Regions from separate parts of the Zea mays genome. Here region 1 is linked to region 2. A link is a contact called in public Hi-C data. All regions are on one chromosome and are shown on one strand. The core of a region is the stretch at or near the end of the contact, and the rest is flanking DNA. Distances in the headings are between cores, read along the strand shown. Region 1 has its middle 13 kb from the start of LOC103649556. Region 2 holds the start of LOC103649555.

Evidence for each region. Hi-C and Micro-C count contacts between places; a contact is called where the count stands out from the background.
Region 1: a contact with region 2 is called in a Hi-C map of root tip, with 4 times the contacts expected there. The contact joins the enhancer-like site here to the promoter of LOC103649555 in region 2. A contact is called at or near these places in 18 of 25 Hi-C or Micro-C datasets (bundle sheath, ear, endosperm and 5 more) and 3 of 3 datasets of contacts at active chromatin or transcription factors (leaf, seedling and shoot).

What each region holds. Positions count from the first base shown.
Region 1 is chr3:2,734,445-2,740,870 of Zm-B73-REFERENCE-NAM-5.0, reverse strand. No RefSeq gene overlaps it. Among protein-coding and RNA genes, the nearest start is that of LOC103649556, 13 kb to the left of the region's middle. Within about 2 kb of position 3,745, at least 10 of the 20 cell types and tissues checked have an H3K27ac peak or open chromatin away from gene starts, as enhancers often do. A contact at or near this core is called in ear, root tip and tassel, where this site is marked.
Region 2 is chr3:2,677,459-2,684,352 of Zm-B73-REFERENCE-NAM-5.0, reverse strand. It overlaps LOC103649555, which reads right to left and starts at 3,187. Exons shown (of 4, transcript XM_023301951.2): 1 at 2,628-3,187. The coding sequence starts at 2,806. It overlaps LOC103649554 (pathogenesis-related genes transcriptional activator PTI6), which reads left to right and starts at 117. Exons shown (of 1, transcript XM_008675276.4): 1 at 117-1,989. The coding sequence starts at 580. The coding sequence ends at 1,644.

The sequences.
Region 1 (6,426 bases), core at 2,496-4,995, 56 kb before region 2:
GAGAGACACGACAGGACAGATAGCTAATTGAACCGGAGCGTCGCTGCTCGAGTGCTCGTGCATTCGATGCTAAAGAAGCTCTGCAGGATCCCATGAATCGTCGGTGCCGTCTGCAGTGGTGTCGTGGTTTCCTTCTCGTGAGTCAAGCAGCAGAGCGGCATGGCCGCATATGGTAGAGCTGCAGCTATAGCGTGGATAGAGCTCGGCTACTGCTTCTGTCAGTGAGGCACTCAGGCAGGCTGGCCGCCGTTCTGCGAACGTCCCCTCCTCCCTTCTCCGGGCCGGACCCGGACCTGTCATATCCTGCATTCAGAACGCCGACAGCGCTTTGGATCCTAAAACTCGGACATGCGTGCCGTGTTTATCCGGCACCGCGGTGTTTGTGCTCGGTGGATTCTTCCCACCTTTCCACCAAGGCACCAAGTCATGTCATCTTCTTCCCTCTGTGGCTCTGTATGAGCTTTCTTAGAGACTGAATTCAGAGATTTGTGTTGTGGGATTATAGGTGTACATTCAAAAATATCCGACCTGTTTGGCTGTTTATCGGCTTACGGTCTGATACGTAATTGTTTAAACGTGTCGAACTTATTTCGTCCTGTTCAAAATTATATAAAAAAAACTCTACTCTGCTCTTAGTATATTAAGAAGACACCAAAACATGGTATTGGCTAAGAAAATCCTCGAACTCAATCCACCGCCCACTCTGCAACGGAGCACCGAGGAATTGTACTCGGAACCTAGAGGTGTTACTCGGAAGATACCAGCACTGGCCATCTGTTCTCAGTAATTAATTATCCATCTGTTCTCCTTTGGCAGACCAGATACCAGTACTGGTCTCTGGCAATGTGTTTCAGTTCATAACATCGAAGATATACACTTATAAGATGGATGATGATCAGATATAAAGAAGAAAACATTAGCAAACTTGGATCCAGTTATAAGGCTATCTCTCCAACAAATCTTCTATATCACATTGTCTATCTTAATTATTCCTTATTTTTTAAACTTCATCCTGTACAAATGGTTCCTGATCTACAGGGAATAAATGGGACGCGGCGTGGCGTGTCGTTTCTGACAAGAGGGAACAGGCAACTATTGTGAGACCGCATGATATGATGCTTTCTCGCCGTGATTTTTCTTTTGTTCCTGCCATCATATATATCATATGTCCTTGTTAACGGCTGCATAATAATTGCGTCTCTCGCTCGGTGATGATGAGGCCAGTTTTTCCAGCTCACCCCGAGCTGATAGGGTTTGCATAGCTTGAATGCACTACGTACGGTCGAGTTCTGGCTTCTGGGGGTTTAGTCACTGCAAGCATGTCTCGGATTCTACCAGCATCATCGCATGCATTCGTCCATGGCACTGCAAGCTATATTCTGCTCTTCCTCATGGTAGCATCGTTAAACTTCAGCATACAGTAACGCAACGACAGTCATGCTGCAAAGTTGAAGCAGTAGAATAATCCACTCGATCGAGAATCCCCGTCGAGGCCGAGACATGCGTGGCCTGCGTCACGCAATATGGAGCTTAAATTTCTTTTTCTTTTTCTTTTTTTTTTTGCAGTACAGCCAGCCAGGAACAAGACTGTAGTGCAACTGCAATAATCCTTCGTTTATTACAGCTTGCAGGCATCAGTACGACCTGCGCGCTTCTGAGTTTCTGAATGATATTCCAGGCGTCAATAACTGACGACGCTGTGCTCGCGCATTCAGAACAGTCGCAGCTATACTGACGACGGAAGTGCATGGTGCTCAGGGCCTCAGCTAGCTAGCCTACCGGTAGACGTCTCCTGCAGTCTGATTTGTTTTTTTTTCTCTCCCTGTGATGGTGCGAGATCGACGCCGAGTAGTGGCAGCATCAGCAGCAGCTAGCAGAATCATCTCGCCACAACCAACTTATTACTTACTCAAGTACGTACGCGCATGCAGCAACGCAATATATATGAACTAGAGGTCAAATTCTTTCTGTCCTGGTTGTCATCTGAGGCTGGAAATGCAGGTCAATTTATAAAATTTCGGCGGCCCTTGAGGACCCGCACGAATTCATGGCCGTATTTCGATCGAGCCCTCTCTGAACTGTAACTGTAAAAGTCGCAGAAAGAAAGACAGGAAGAACACAATATATATGAGATCTAATCTTAATCTAGCTAGCACACACAACTCTTGAGAATAAACAACAAAGCCCTGAGAATCTCACAGTCGCAATAGTACGTATGTACTTGTAGTAAGAGAGGCATAAAATAGTGCCAACTGCAATTAATAGTATTTTATAAAAAAAATCTCAGTTGACAGGGACGGTTTGAGTGGCCATATGGATGGGGATGGCTACACGAGCTAGCGATCGCTTTTTTACTTGTCTAATCATCCCCCCTGATTCCATGCTGAAAGGCGCTGTTTAGGTGAGGGATGGGAAAGGCTAGCTATTTCGTTCGTGCACACGAGTGGGTGCATGCGATGCGACCGGCCGGCCCGACCCAGGAAACCAGGTGTCCCCTGCGGAATTGAAAAAACCTGGAAATCCCAAAAAAGGCTTTCGGCTGCATACGACGACGAGGCAGAGAAGACAGCACCGCCGGAGCAAAGCAAAGCAAAGCAATGCAATGCAATGCAAGAACATGCGGACAAGAAGAGGCGCCAAACAAGCAGCCGCGTCGCCCCCACTATGCTTGGTGTCCCATCGCACTGCAGCAGCTGGTGGTGCAAGTGTCCGGCCGCCGAACTGAACATGCATGTGCGTCCCTCCATCGGAATTTTTGGCTTCACAAAGATGCTGGTTCCCTTCCCCTAGCTTGCTCACACGATCGAACCAATGACAAGGACGACGACAATTATGAGCTTATGATGGCGCGTACTTTTGTAATCGTCGATCCATCTGGAAAAGAAAGGGAACTTGCACTGTCGTATAAGTCGATCTATCGACAACTGTAGTTTGTATGATTGAGTTGAGTTGTGCATGCATGGTCTCTGCATGCAGTGATCGACGAGCAGTAGCAACAGGCTAGCAGCGCAAAGTGTGTGTGTGATGTGATGGAAACATGCAAGCATGAGCTGCGCCGCTGCGAGCCGCCGCCGGCCAATGCAGGCCCGGCGCCCGCCGGCGGGGGCAATCGCATGGCGTGAGTGGCAGTTGCCAGTGGAAGGGAAAGGTTCTGGCCGGCTTTCGGGAGAAACGGTGCTGGATCGATCGGTGAGATGTCAAACAACACCCCATTTATTCGACCCGACTCGGGTCTTCCATGTGAGCCATGCTAAATAACTTACGACCCGGCCTTAGATTCCACACGAATCCGGTCTGATGCAACGTTTGAACAGATATAGTTCTCGTGATTGGTATATCCTGAACATGTAGATGTAACGTATACCAAAAACATATCTCCTTGTTGCATGAGTGGATACGCCTAAACGGTGCGTTTTTCATGGACCACGGCCACACGCCTCACTGGATCCAAGCGCGGCTGGTCCGTCTAACCAATCAGGCGGAGTGTCAGTGAACTCAAACACCCCCATTTATTTATTGGACAGGTCACAATTTGTTTTTTTTTTTAAAAAAAAAAATAGAAACAGAGGTGACGGTCGATGGAATCCCATTCCAAATCTGCACAGGCAGTACGTAAAATAGCACACACGTGCGTACACGTCCTAGCGTACTGCTACTGTACTCCGTACGTATGCGTACGCTCTGCGCTTGTACTGTACGTACTGTACCCACACTGCAACTGCGCTGCAAGCTGCTGGGAGGGAGCTGAGCACATGTACGCGCAATGAATTGCCGAGGACGGACTCAGCAAGAGCCAGCTGGGAGCAGAGAATCTGGCCTGGCCGTGCGACGGCGACTTGCTGCTGCGCGCGCGAGCTCGACGGTACCGCATAGGATTTCACTGCCCGGCGCGTACTACGCCGTTTGATCACGAATGTAACAATGTTTATTCAATTCACTGCATGCATGGTACATGCTCGATCATATCAGCAGGAACACAACCAACACCCGTTGCATTCCGTAATCAAGGCTGCACACACAAATGTGTGTGTGTGATGATATGGCCTTGTTTATGCAGGACAGGCAGAGGGAAACAGTACGTACGGCCATCGCGACGACGCCTCATTGTTTTGTCGGAAGGAAGTGGCCGGATCTGGTCGCCGGCCGTACGACCGCGAGCCCATTTTTTTTTCTTTCCTTTTGGCTTAGGGATATGCTATTCTAATTAAGCCCCGCCTCCTGCCTGCCTGCCTGCCTGCTGCTGTTGCACTGCCAATGCAGCCTTCAAAAAACAAAGTCGCATGCATGATTAGTTGCATGCGTACATCTTCTTCTTGTCGTTGTTGTTTTTCAATTTTCCGTTCGTCTCGGTTTTAGCTCGGGGTCAAAAGCGAGCACGTACCGTGGTACAGTAGTAATCTGCCCTAGCACTAATTATTTTGAGTGCAAGTACGTACTCAGTAATATTAACTAGATAGGATGCCCTACCAGTGACTGACAAAAGATAAGTTCTACATTAACAAAAAACTACTGCTTCAGGAATATATCTAGATCGAGCGGGATATCGAGACAAAGAATTAGCTTGGCTCGGCTCGGCTCGTTTGCGATCTCGAAATTACTCGTTTATCTCTCGAGTCAGAACAAAAACTATCGGTAGCCCAAGGACTGAGGTTTTATAGGGGACCCGATGATCGGTAGCCCAAGGACTGGCGGTGGCATGCGTTTAGAGCTTAGAGGGAGTGTATTGGATACAATACTAAGTTTTGTGGCGGTTTCTGCCTCAAAACCATCGGGATGACGATTTCTCAAGCTTAGACCTGAACAACCAAGTGAAGTTTTGGTGAGTTGGACCATAATGCCCCCGAGAGGTAAAGTGGATTGGCTCTATCCACCTAGCTAGGGGCAAATATTTGGAATATGTAATTCCCATATAAATAAAAAGGAAGGCTAATCCAACCACAACCCCATTGTTTTATTATCATCTCTTTCATTTTTCGAGAAAACCCAATATCTTACAAAAGAGAGCCTTAGATCCTTCTTTGCTTGATAGCGCCTCAACCGTAGCTTATTGCTATAGCATCACGCGAGAAACCAAAGTCGGCGAAACAAAAGGAGAAAAAAAAAGTGTGTTAGACTATCTTGAGCAGCTCTTCTATCATATTCCATATCTCACCTTTTGTTTCAAACTCCACTGCTGGACGCAGCCTTATGGGCCTATAGCTAGGTCAGTTGAGGAGGACTGGGGGAGAGAGAAAAGTTCGAAAACAGTATTACGAACCGTGTTGATACACTGATGGTGAAGCTCCTTTTAACCCTGCCAAAGAGAACAACCTTACCTTAGATGTTGCAGTTGAAATTAATAAAGCTCATCTCTGGACGTACGAGCGAGGGCTAGCTCTGCAGTCAAATCAATGGAGATCGTGCTTCATTCCGTGACACTTGTTTATTAAGCGGAACCAAACTCGAGAAGATGAGCGAGGAGGAGGCCAAGTTCAGTCGTCCAACTCTAAACAGCTCGTAGTGGTCGTCCTGCCTCATGTGCGCCTTAAATGGGTTTGTGCATTCCCATGCCAAGGACGACGTCCACAGCAGAAAAGAACAATTTGACGCTACATCATGCATCCCAAGAATGCTGTGGTAGTGCAGCTGTTGTTGCTACTGGTGTGTGTGTGTGTGTGTGTGTGGCGACGACGAAGGATCTCTGGGCTCTGCCTGCATTGCTCGGTTCCTCAATAGTACCACGGAGTATGCATACTGTGGCAGTGCGAATCAGACATCCAGACGACTTTACATGGCTCTAGGCGCCGTGTGCTGTGGGCTGTGGCCCGGCGGGCATTGATCCAAATGACGCTTGGAGAAAAGGTGCATGGGAGAAACCAAGACAACGTTTATTGAGAGTATAAATAAAATCATGCATCCATGCGTTTGGTTCTGTGCACTTAAACGGTTCGGTGTTCAACGAACCAAATGGTCTATTATTCCCACGATAATCATTCACAGTATGCTGATGATGGTGAAAGACACACGACGCCAACTTCGATTCTCAAGACCAAGATGGTGGGATTTTACTAAGGAGATGATGAGCAAGATGATCTCATATAATCTAGAGTTTTTTTCCTGGTCTGTAGAGTTCCTTGTTTGTGCTTAGTTTGCTGGGTGGCAATGCAAGATGATATTATGGTGTGTTTGGTTTAGCTTTCTGAAATAGATTAATCTGTAATCTCAACCAAATGAGTATAATAGCATAATAGAATCCTGAAAAAAAAACTATAGATTTCTTTAGTTCAATCCAAAATCACCTCTTACCCCAAATTTCTATCATGCATGTTACATGTTATCATGCTCTTGTAGAATCTATAGTTTCAACCAAACAAATTCTATTTTTTTCACAATTGACGACTCACAACAGTTTTCTCACAACTCATTAGAAATCTACCGCTGAAATTT
Region 2 (6,894 bases), core at 1,938-4,437:
TTTTACTGCCTGCGGTTAAACAGGCAGTTCTGCCAGCCAGCGAGCAGCCAGGGCATTCACTTTTTCGTCGTTTTTTCACCGGCTCGTCTGCTAGACCACACGCTTTCGAAATTTGAAATAACGTCCTTTTTGAGGGGAATTTCTGTGAAAAGGGCCGGAGTACGAGAAACACCCCCACCCCAACCCGGAGGAAAGGAAAGGCGAGGGAAGAAAAAAAGAATTTTGGAGGTGTAAACAAAAACCCCGGGCTTTCCGAAATGGGCTCCGGGATGCTATAAAAGTGGGGCGGACTCCCGGTGCTCAGCCTACCAGCACAGCAGCAGCAACAACAACAAACAGCGACAGCGAGCGCATCAAAGCACCCACGCAGGGCAGCAGGCCAGGCGGCGGTGCTGCCGGCAGAGACACCCACCCCCACCACACCCAAGCCCGGTGCCTCGCGTCTCCACTCCACCTCCGGGGCGTAGGAGGTCGGGTGCCCGTGCCATCCCCCACATACCAAAGCGTCGGAAGAGGGTTTCTTGAGGGGTTTTAGTCGGGTGTCCAAGCTTGGTTGCGGAGTCAAATGCGAGCGGAGTGATGTGGCCCATGGAGGAGGAGATGTTCCTGGCGGTGAAGCGGACGGAGCACGTCGAGGTCACTTCCCGGGCGATGGATTCCGCGCCGGCGGCGGGGCCCAGGACGGTGCGGGTCTTCTGCGACGACAACGACGCGACCGACTCGTCCGGCGACGAGGCGGAGGGCGCGGCCGCGCGCAGGAGGGTGAAGCGCTACGTGCAGGAGATCCGGCTGCAGCGGGCGGTGCCGGTGAAGGAGGAGGCGGCGTCCGCGAGGGCCGTCGCGGGGGAGCGGCCCAGGCCGCTGGCCCTCCCGGGGCGGAAGAGGAAGTCCGACGGCGCCGGCGCCGGCGCCGAGCCCCGGTTCCGCGGCGTGCGGCGGCGGCCGTGGGGCAAGTACGCGGCGGAGATCCGCGACCCCTGGCGCCGGGTGCGCGTCTGGCTCGGCACCTTCGACACCGCCGAGGAGGCCGCCAAGGTGTACGACTCGGCCGCCATCCAGCTCCGCGGGGCCGACGCCACCACCAACTTCGAGCACGCGGCGGTCCCCGTCCCCGTCCCCGACGAGGTCGCGGGTCGCCTCCCGCAGCCGCCGCCGGCTCCGGCGTCCAAGAACGCGTCGTCCTCCGCCACGTCCTCCTACGACTCCGGCGAGGAGTCCCACGCCGCGGCGGCCTCGCCGACCTCCGTTCTCCGCACGTTCCCTCCGTCCTCCGCGGCCGCCGACGCCACCTGCAAGAAACCGGCGCCGGCCGCGGAGACCGACGAGTCGACCGGCGTCGGCGGCAGCAGGAGCAGCGTGTACGCATACCCCTTCTTCGCCAACGACGACTGCTTCGGCGGCGACTTCCCCCCGCTGTACACTGACTTCGACCTGCTGGCCGACTTCCCGGAGCCGACGCTGGACTTCCTGGCGGACATCCCCGAGGAGAAGCTGCCGCCGCTGCCGGAGCCGTTCCCCGCGGCGAGCCCCGACGAGTGCCCGTCCGACGCGGAGGCGGCGTCGCCGGCGAGGTGGCAGCAGGTGGACGACTTCTTCCAGGACATCACCGACCTGTTCCAGATCGACCCGCTGCCCGTCGTCTAGCGCTCCCGCCCGCCCGCCAGCCCTCCCCTCCCTCTGCGCACCGGATCCGCCTAGCCCGTCCGGCCAATTTTGTTTTCGTGCTGTTGTTGTTTTTTTGGGTCCTAGTCGTTAATTCTTTTAGCGTAAGGTGAAGAGAGAGAGAGATAAGAGGTGTCCGTCCGGCTCTGCAGTGCGTCCTTGTGGCCCCGCCGCCGCCGCTGCTGCCATGTGTGCCGAGCATCTACCCCCCCGGCAAGGAGGAAGAAGAGTCCTTGACCGGGGCGAGCGAGGCTGTCTGTCTGCCCCTTGCTCACCGAGTTATCAGTAATCGTCGGGGATTATAATCAAGTCATGAGTAATTAGCGACGTGCTGTCTCTGGTTTTGTCTGTCGCCTCGTCTGGGCGGGCAGCAGTGTGTTGCACGACGGACGGCGCGACGGTTCCCCATACGGCCCGCTGTTTGCTCGCCTCGCACCGGAGGGCCGTACGCAGCAGTAATTGCCGGAGCCGGTCTTGGTCGCTGGGATCGCAGCGGAACCGGCACATTTACGGCGTCCCCTGGCTGATGGGGTCTCTGGTGCGCGTGTTTTTTTCCGTGCTCTGCGTAGCTGCGCCGTAGCGGTATTTCCGTCGAGCGCCGTGGCTCGAGGGGCCCCGAGGACACGCCGCCGGCCGGCGACAAGGATTATGAAATGGCATATGGCTTTGCTTCGGGGTTGTTAATTAACTCGTCTGACCCGCCCTCTTTTCCTCGTGGGTAGCGCAGGGGCTGTGCGTGGCTTGGCGTCGCTCACGCTGTGTTCTCCTGCCACCGTGCGTGGCCTCGCCTGCAAAATGCCGCGCCCCTTGGACTCTTTTGACCGCCTTTGCTTGCACGGCGGCCAGCCCTCCTCCCCCCGTTCCCTACGTAGGCGTGCGCACAGTGCTCTGCTCCGGGTTCAAAATTCAAATAACGGCAAGGCCAGGAAGGAAGGAATACATGGGAAAGAGAGGGATGGGCTAACCGGTAGAGAAGCATGTGGGACGGGGACGACGAGGAGAGGAGAGGAGAGCGGTGCTCATCGCCTTTTAGGAAGGAGACGGGGAATTCTCCCCCCCTCCCTCTTTTGGCCATCGTCCCTTTCTGTCCAGCACCCGGCTTGGGCTGTGACGCTTCCACGGCCATCCGTCCGTGATCCATCATCCGCCCTTTGGTTTGGGTATCTTGTTGATCGCCTGCGCAGGTCCGCAGCAGCACCACCACCGAGGACGTCGCCAGCTTTACCCCCCCATGGGACCGGGACCAGAACCAGACCGGCCGGGTTGGTCGGAATCTCTCGACGGGGGAGACGAGCGGCGGACGGGGACGTCGCCGGCCGACGGGGCGGCCCCACCACGCGCGCGCGAGGGGTCGACCCACCGAGAACGAAGACAACTTTACGAAACCAACTTTAGCCAGCCCGGCGAGGCGAAGCCGGTGGTATGGGGGGCAAAGAAGACGAGCAAACTGTATTTGTCCTTCGTGGACCGTCCTAGCTACGCGGCTAGGCTCACTGTGCGAAAGGACGACGGCTTCTGGCGTTGAGATTGTGAGGATTTTTTGGGTCATTGTGGAAGAAGGGAAGCCCCGTCTGTCACGTTCACGTCCCCTCCATCGGGACCTGCACGCCCTCGTGTCTCGCCCCCGTTGGCCGCGTTCGCCCTGCCATAGCAGCCTAGCCGCCTAGGCCTGCTTGCCTGCTTGCCTGCGCTGCTGCCACTGCCCTCTCTCTCTCTCTCTACAGTACTAGCTAGCGGTGCGAGCGAGGTGTGTGCCTCCCAAGGCCCGGAATGCCTGCCTGCGCGTCAGTCCGCACAGGGACAGGGCGACGGAGGACGGGAGGAGGGCGGCGTCGCCTCAAGTCTCGTCCGAAATTTTAACGGGAGCAGACAACTACAGAGCGAGCACACACCGCGGCAACCTAGAGCTATGGCTATGTCTATGGATTCGTCAGCGTCGGCCGTCACCGTCAGCCTGACCCGTGGCTTGCCAAACGACGCGACGCGACGGCACGGCACGGGTACACGGCCCCGCCGCCCCACACCACGCCGTGTGCACTCGCCACCCACGACGCCGACGGCCGCCGCCGCAGCAGCAGCAGCAAAAACACGCGCGCGACGCCAAACAAAACAACACGGGAGGAGTGCGGGCCGCGTTTCACACTCTCGACCCGACTCGCTGGGCAGACGGAGGAGTAGGCTGCACGCCGGCGAGCCAGGCCGACCGAGCGAGCGTGAGGTCAAGTGGCGTCGCCGTCGCGGCCCCGGCCCCGGGCCCGGCCGTGTGTGGTGGCCAGGCGTGCCGACCACTGTTTCCTAGGCGGGGGCGCGCACACGCGGCGCACGTGCGCCGTACGCTGCCGGCTGCCCGCTCCCGGGGCCGCGTGCCTGTCCGTGCTCGGGGCCGGGGCCGGGGCCGCCAGGCTTTGAGTGCGCAACAAGCTAAGCCTTCCCGAGCCGCGGAACGCTGTGCTGCCGCGCTGCTGCTGGTGGCTGACGCCGCGGCGGGCCGCCCGGTCGGTCCTCGTCCTCGTCCTCCTCCCCCTCCCGCTGCTCCAGTGCTTCCTACATGAGTGACCAAGCCTCGTGCTGGTCGCATGCATCCGTACCGCCGGTGCAGCAGCAGGCCAGCAGCACCACCACCCTCCATGAATTGCCTAGTACTAGAGAGCGTTCGCTACTGTAGCGGCGACACGCGCAATCTGTAACACGCACGCACTCACGCTGATGGCCATCTGGGTGCGTGACGCCATTTCAAATTCAAGGCAGCACTCCACTTGAGTTGATAGTTTAGCCTTGTGGGCATCTGGGTTGCAATCGATTGCGCTCTCAGGCACTTGAAACCCAATCATGCATTCCAAACACAAAGCTCTGAAATCCCTGCAAAATAAAATTTAAAGGCGGACATCCATGGACGGACGGAGGTGCTGTATAATCAGGCATGCATGCACTAGACTTGTGTCTTTTTTGCTCTGTCTCTCTCACTCACTCTCTAGCATATCCCTTTGTGCAGGGATAACACCAAATAGCAGGCGACCTCATGATTCCGAGTCATAATCTCCAGGGGAGCGAGGGAGGGACATTTCGTTTGACTATATATTTCCGTGCTCGCGGTGGTCCTGTCCCGTGAGCCTCGTCTCTGGACAGACACTTGTAAAAGACTTTCTTTTTCTTTATCTTTTTTATCTCTCTGATATACTATTAAAGAACGTCGGTTTAGGTCATAAACCGACGTTATTACTTTAATAGACCGACATACTTAACTTACGCATATAGCCAAGCAAGTACATCGGGTCGATATACCTATTGCCTTCCTCCTCTTTTTCTTCTAGTTCTAGTGCCCCTCTTATTCATGTCGTCGTCTCGAGGTACATATTCCTCATCTTAAGTTGGGGGTTACACCATCGTCGAGGAAGAAGACTAATCTTGTACTTGATGTTGTTGCGGTCGCACATCGTCTATCTCCATAGTCCTTATTGCGGCCGTTGGAATCTCGTTTTTATCTCAGTCATCAAGATCAACTTGCACTTTTGGAGAGTCATTAGTCTCATCAAATACAACGTCACTAGTGACTTCAACTAAATCTGAAGATATGTTGAAGACTTTATATGTCTTTGTATTTGAATCATAACAAAGTAAAAACCCTTCAACGGCTCTGGGAGCAAGCTTTGAATATCTACCTTTATTGACCAAGATGTAGTATTAGCTCCCAAATACACCAAAATAAGAAACATTGGATTTGTTACATGTTAGGAGCTCATATACGTCTTCTTGAGGATGCGATGTATACGTCTTCAACGGCTCTTTTCTAGCAATCCACCTTTTTCGTTAAGAGCATCAATTAATTCATTAATTTTATCTACTTTAGATCTATCCAAGCTCTTAAAAAGATCGCTATAATATATATCATCATCAGATTCCTCGTCACTAGAAGTGTACTTAGGAGTGTCATGTGTATGTGCCTTCTTTTCCTTAGCCATGATGCATGTGTGTCGCTTGTTGGCGGTCGCGGAGACTGTGGTTCCGGCGACCAGTGACGTCACAGGCGAGTGCGGTCGTCGCGGTGAAGGCGTCGACGGTGGAGGATGTGATGGTGGCCTCGTCCTCGGCGATCGCGATGGTGTCTATGGCGGCGTCGGTTGTAGGTGGCAGAGGCAGGGCGTAGGCGCTTTGGCCATCGCGACCGTGATTGAAGGATTGATTGATGAAGAACAGTACGGCGTGCGTTGGTATACTCGTTTTTTTCTTTCTTTCTGTGGTAAAAGTTTTAATTGTTACTATTACAAATAAGGTAGAGTAGTTTAACTATACAAATAACACACCGTAACTTGCAGTTAAATATCTGGACGTTACACGAACGCGAACAGTAGAGAAGCGGTTTGAAGATGCTGAAAGTTTGCGAGACACGTAGTGACGAATCGCACGGACCACGCAAATTGCGCAAATTTTTTGGGCGTTGACTTCTCCTTCCCGAAACCACAGACACAAAAAAAGACGGCGTGGCCGGCCATTGCTTTACCTGCCCTGCCTCGCGCACACGATGCAAACCGGCACTAACGCCTCATACATACATAGTATATGGTTCTGCATTCTCTATCCCCTTTTTTTATTTTTTATTTTTTGTTAATTGGCGATCAGGCAGGACCTAAGAGAGAGTGTAGCTACTCCTGCTTTGCAAGTATACCTGGTGAAAGTGACGGGAGCAGCGGCGAGCAAGACAACCCAACGGAGGCTTTCTTTCTTTCTTTTCTTTTCTGTCACATGTAATGCAAGGCGCTGGTCTGGCTGGAGAAGAAAGGGGTCGGGCGCCACGGCTCTAAAGGCGCTGCTGCGTTTTTGCCACTGAAAGTGGGCATGGTATTAGCAGATCTGCCCAAAGAGAGGCCTATCTTATCTTTGCAGGAAAAATCTCAGGACCTTCCGCACATCTGTCTAATAATAACTTGAGAGAACAAAGGCTAGAGTCCGCTGTCGCCTCGCCTGTTGGGTAAAGCAGAGAGAAAGAGAGAGAGAGAAGTGGTACTGTACTGTACTGTACTCTATAGGCATCTCCAGCTGCTATATAGTGTATACATCACGGGTTCAACCTGCAAACGTCCCTGGATAAAAAAAACAATAATCTTTCAGATGTTATTACGTACTAGTGTATTTTCAGATCTTTGTTGCGGCAACAGTCAGAGCTGGATTTGTTTTAAATTTTTTTGGCGGATGCTACTAACAAACAAACAAACAGCAGGCAGATACTGACGTCCA